Regions from separate parts of the Mus musculus genome. Here region 1 is linked to region 2. The links are chromatin contacts, called in public HiChIP or PLAC-seq maps. All regions are on one chromosome and are shown on one strand. Each heading gives the region's core, a stretch centred on a gene start, on an enhancer-like site or on the middle of the called end of the contact. The rest is flanking DNA. Distances are from core to core; before and after follow the strand shown.

Evidence for each region. HiChIP or PLAC-seq counts read pairs in DNA pulled down with a chosen protein or histone mark.
Region 1: a CTCF HiChIP or PLAC-seq map of CD8 T cells shows a contact between it and region 2, with 9 read pairs. The contact joins two enhancer-like sites. A contact is called at or near these places in 13 of 39 promoter capture datasets (the C10 cell line, the HPC-7 cell line, cranial neural crest and 9 more), 8 of 15 datasets of contacts at CTCF or cohesin (CD8 T cells, the NIH/3T3 cell line, embryonic stem cells and 3 more), 219 of 484 Hi-C or Micro-C datasets (the 4T1 cell line, 8-cell embryo, the AML12 cell line and 109 more), 52 of 115 datasets of contacts at active chromatin or transcription factors (the 230-238 cell line, CD8 T cells, the HPC-7 cell line and 30 more) and 6 of 9 other capture datasets (adipose tissue, embryonic stem cells, embryonic tail and 3 more).

What each region holds. Positions count from the first base shown.
Region 1 is chr4:133,824,647-133,827,346 of GRCm38.p6, forward strand. No RefSeq gene overlaps it. Among named protein-coding and RNA genes, the nearest start is that of Gm12974, 9.5 kb to the left of the region's middle. Within about 2 kb of position 1,300, at least 23 of the 459 cell types and tissues checked have an H3K27ac peak or open chromatin away from gene starts, as enhancers often do. A contact at or near this core is called in CD8 T cells, DN2 thymocytes, the P5424 cell line and 5 more, where this site is marked.
Region 2 is chr4:133,648,912-133,651,611 of GRCm38.p6, forward strand. It overlaps the pseudogene Gm13213. Among named protein-coding and RNA genes, the nearest start is that of Zdhhc18, 17 kb to the left of the region's middle. Within about 2 kb of position 1,285, at least 75 of the 459 cell types and tissues checked have an H3K27ac peak or open chromatin away from gene starts, as enhancers often do. A contact at or near this core is called in CD8 T cells, DN2 thymocytes, the P5424 cell line and 5 more, where this site is marked.

The DNA of each region.
Region 1 (2,700 bases), core at 50-2,549, 180 kb after region 2:
TTTTGATTCAGGGTCTCTCTCTGTTTCCCTGGCTGTCCAGGAACTCCCTGGGTAGACCAGGCTAGCCTTGACCTCGCAGAGAACACTGAGACTAATGTCATGCTGGCTTATCAGGCTTCTGTGCTCCAGGGAGAATCCAGGGCTCCAAGCGTGCTAGGCCTTGTCTGGGTCATGTGCCACCCATATGAACCCATATGAAAGTCAAGGCCAACTTGAGGGAATTAAAGTCTCTTCTTTGGCTGGGCGGTGATGGTGCACGCCTTTAGTCCCAGCACTTGGGAGGCAGAGGCAGGTGGATTTCTGAGTTCGAGACCAGCCTGATCTACAGAGTGAGTTCCAGAACAGCCAGGGTTACACAGAGAAACCCTGTCTCGAAAAACCAAAAAAAAAAAAAAAAAAAAAAAAATTTTAATTGAAAAAAGAGTCTCTTCTTTGGATTTTGAAAAACAAAACAAGTCTCTAGGCCTGGCGAATGAGCTATCTTAACCCTGCCCCAGGTTATTTCTCTTTTTTTCCTCTTTCCTTTCCTTTCTTTTCTTTTTTCTCTTTTTGGTTTTTCGAGACAGGTTTTCTCTGTGTAGCCCTTGCTGTCCTGGAACTCACTTTGTAGACCAGTCTGGCCTCGAACTCAGAAATCCTCCTGCCTCTGCCTTCCAAGTGCTGGGATTAAAGGCGTGTGCCACCACTGCCTGGCTTTTGTTTTAATTTTAATTTTATTTTATTTTGGTCTCTTTTTTTCTTCTGTCTCCCCACTTTTGGGGGTTTGGTTTGCTTGTTGTTGTTTTGGAGTTTGTTTGTTTGTTTGTTTGTTTTGTTTCATCTCTGTGTAGCCCTGGCTGTCCTGGAACTCACTCCATAAACCAGGCTAACTTTAAACTTGAAGACCCACCTGCCTCCTAGCATTGCGTTGTTAAAAAAATATAAAAATTTCAAATTTTTCCTCCTGTTTGACCTCACTATGAAATACAGACTACTGACTGCCATGATGCTCAGAGTTCACAGGGAGGATGGGGGCTGGGGTCTGTGCTAACTCTCAGGGAGATAAGTGTCTTGTCTTAAATGTGCCCTGGTAAAGTGTGGTGGAGTCAAGTGTTAAAACTCCAGTCTTTTGACTCCAAACACTTTATTTCTTCTATCAGAGTTGCTGTTTCAGTTTCCAAATTAGAATAACTACCTCCTCCCCTGCCCCCTCCCATAAGTATTCACTTCAAATCCAAGCAACCCCTAGATGCCCTGTGAAACCACATCTGTCATATAAAAGGGAGAGAAAGCCACAGTACTGTTGGAAAGGCTGCTTGTGAAGTTAAACTTAAAACCGAAAGGCAGGCAGCTGGCACAGGTTCCTAGGCAGAGGTCCTGAAAGTTGGAAGCCTCAGTCACTGCCGAAACAGGATCCCCTTCTAGCCCTGGGCTCCCATACAAAGAATTCTGAGACTCTGAGAAAAAAAAAAACAACAAAAAACAGTGCAGGGCTCGATAAGCAGGGACATTTATCAATCCCCGGATTCAAACAAGAGAGAGATGGAACTGCTTCCATTTCTCAAATTTGATTCTTTCTAAAAGTTAACTCTCTGCTCTTCTTTCCTGCTTCAGTTTCTAAGATAGGGTCTTCCGGTGGAGCCCAGGCTAGCCTTGAACTTTTCGCTTTCCTTTTAGTTTTTAAGCAATTTTTAAAAAACCCATTATTTTATTTGAATGGTGTTTTGCTGCATGTGTGTCTCTGTGGTGTGTGCGTGCAGTGCCCACACTGATGCCCTGGAACTGCAGCTACAGATGGTTGTAAGCTGCCTTGTGGGTGCTGGGAATTGAACTCCGGTCTTCTAGAAGAGCAGCCAGTGCTCTTAACCACTGAGCCATCTGTCCAGACCTGGCCTTGAACTAAAGCTCTGGGTGCCCTGGAACTTGCTTTGTAGACCAGGCTGGTCTCAAATTCACAATGATCCTTTGGCTTCTGCCTCCCAAGTGATGGCATTAAAGACATGCACCACCATGCCTGGCCTTAAAGGTAAGTTTCAACCTTGACAAATGAACACCACACACACAAACACACACACACACACACACACACACACACACACACATCCCACAAACACATACACACACACACACCAGAACAAATATGTTTTGGCACTGTACATAGACATTAAGCTTGATGATGTATTATGCATAAAAAATTGCGCAAAGAGAAATGTTTCCATCAGTGAAATAAACTTAGATTGCACAAAACAGAAAAAAAAAATGTTTAAAAGGTTATCGGGGGCTAAAGAGATGGCTCAGTGGTTAAGAGCACCGACTGTTCTTCTGAAGGTCCTGAGTTCAAATCCCAGCAACCACATGGTGGCTCACAACCACCCATAATGAGATCTGATGTCCTTTTCTGGTGCATCTGAAGACAGCTACAGTGTACTTACATATAATAATAAATAAATCTTTTTTTAAATTACCAGGTTATTTATTTCTTGCATGTGCATATGATAACATGATACACTTACATGGGACGGTCAGAGGACAACTTGCAGACTTTGTTTTTTTTTCCTTTACTGTGTGGGTCCTGGGGATCAAACTTAGGTCAATAGGCTTGGTGGCAAGCCATTTGTGTCATCTTGCTGGCCCCAAATGGCTAAACTAATCTTGCTTCTGCCTCCTGAGTGCTGGATTTAAAAGCATGCAAATGATTTTGTTGGGGGTTTTGTCCTACTT
Region 2 (2,700 bases), core at 35-2,534:
ATATCTATCAAATTACCATGAGGACCGAGAGTCACTCTAGGTGAATTAGAGAATGAACCTTGAGAGGTGTCAAGGGCCAGGACCCTTCTAGATAGCCCTAGAGGTTTTATGAACATTCTAGATGAATGGTTCTCAACCTTCCTAATGTCTTTAATACAGTTCCTCATGTTGTGGTGACCCCAACCATTACATTATTTTTTGCTACTTCACAACTATAATTTTGCTACTGTTATGAATCATAATGTAAATATCTGACATGCTGGATATCTGATATGTAGCCCTTGTAAAAGGGTCATGACCCGATCATAGGTTGAGAACTGATGCTCTATACTTAGGCTATGAACTTATTAAAAATGTTTTCATCAGAGCCAGTGAGATAGCTTGGCACATGAAAGCACTTGAGCCCAAAATTGATGCCCAAGGCCCATATGATAGCAGGACAGACCCAAGTCACCCACCATGTGCCCTTCAGTGGCACACACACACACAAATAAATAAATTTAATTACAATTTCTTTCCTGCTTGTGTAAACAGTTTTTTTAAAAAGAATTATATATTTATTCTATGTACATGAGTACACTCTAGTTGTCCTCAGACACACCAGAAGAGGGCATCAGATCCCATTACAGATGGTTGTGAGCCACCATGTGGTTGCTAGGAATTGAACTCAGGACCTCTGGAAGAGCAGTCAGTGCTCTTAACCACTGAGCCATCTCTCCAGCAGAGAGAACTCAGAAATCCACCTGCCTCTTCCTCCCAAGCGCTGGGATGAAAGGCATGCACCACCACTGCCCGGCTGACGCACACTTTTAATCCCAGCACTCGGGAGTCATAAATAAGGTGGATCTCTGAGTTTGAGGCTAGCCTGGTTTATATGCAGGCAAAAGATTCATATGTAGATAAAAGAAAATGAATACGCTCCCCCCACCCAATTAAAAGGACATGAACAAGCAAGACGCATCTATACTGTCTAGATCAGAGAGTAAACCCAAGAGTTTGGAGTTACTGAACCTGTGACATCTGGAGGGGCTGGACAGAGCCCTTCGGACACTGGAAACATCTAGTGTTCTTGCCGGCTGTCTCTGTACTTGCCGGGGACAGGGACGCAGACTAGCTAGATGCTGCTGTCTCCGTGTGGGATGCTATGGAGCTGTTTCTGTGACTGTTGCTGGGGAAACACATGTCCAAAGTTCATTCCACAGCAAGGGCAGGAAGGACCTGCAGCTACAGGAGAGGAGTATTAGGACCCTCACAGGAACAGGAAGCCAGTTGAAGGAGCCAACGCCTCCCTTCTTCCTCTGGCCTCACTATTGCCCTCTCGTGGCCTTTACTGGCACAGCCTAACACAGAGGCTGCTGGCACCAGTTACACAATTTTTCTGTGCAGTGCTCCAGTATCTATCTCCAAAAATATTTTGGAGCACAGAGCTAAACAAACAAAAAACATAGTAATTAGCAGAAGAGAGGTATTTGTAATATGTATATGGAGCTGGACAGTTGTTTTTTTTTTCCAGAGGGCAGAGGTTTAATTCCTAACACCTACAAGGTGGCTTACTACAGCTGTCTATAACTCCAGTTCCAGGGGATTGACGCCCTCTTCTGGCCATTCTGGGCACTTGCATGTATATGGTGCACATGCAGGCAAAATTCTCATATAATTAAAATGTAAAAGATTATATTTGCAATTCAAAAGTACATTTAATGGGGCTAGAGAGATGGCTCAGCAGTTAAGAGCACCGACTGCTCTTCCAGAGGTCCTGAGTTCAATTCCCAGCAACCACATGGTGGCTCACAACTACCTGTAATGGAATCTGATGTCCTCTTCTGGTGTGTACTCACATACATAAAATAAATACATAAATCCTGTTTTTAAATTACATTTAGGAGCTGGGTGTGGTGGCACATGCATTTAATCCCAGCACCCGGGAGGCAGAGGCAGGCAGATTTCTGAGTTCGAAGCCAGCCTGGTCTACAAAGTGAGTTCTAGGACAGCCAGGGCTATACAGAGAAACCCTGTCTCGGTAAAACCAAAAAATAAAAAAGAAAGAAAAATAAATAAAGAAAAAATAAAATTACATTTAATTATTTATTGTGTGTCTCCATATGTGTCCCTTCCCATCTGTGCCCATGTGGCAGTTGAAGGACAATTTACAGGGCTTGTTTTTTGTTTTGTTGTTGTTGTTTTTATTTATTATATGTAAGTACACTGTAGCTGTCTGCAGACACTCCAGAAGAGGGCATCAGATCTCCTTATGGATGGCTGTGAGCCACCATATGGTTGCTGGGATTTGAACTCAGGACCTTCGGAAAAGCAGTTGGTGCTCTTACCTGCTGAGCCATCTCTCCAGCCCCCAGGGCTTGGCTTTCTTCTTCTTTCGCCCCATGGATTCCTGGGACTGAACTCAAGGCCTTAGGCTTGGCTGTACATGGCCACTGTCAGTCCTCAAAAGCAAATTTTAGCCCCCAACCCCACCCAGCCTCCAGCTGGCTGAACCCTAAAATTAACAGTAGACCCTCATATAGGGAGCTATTGGCGAAAACTGGACATTTGCCAAGGAGGAGAGTCGTCAAGGCACAACTTACAGAAGTCCGTGTTCAGGAAGGTGGGGGGGAGGGAGCCAAAACAGACAACGGGCCAAGGACTCCTTCCAATAGGGAAATCAGGGTCCAATCAGGAGCTGTCCCCGAGTCCAGTCCTGTC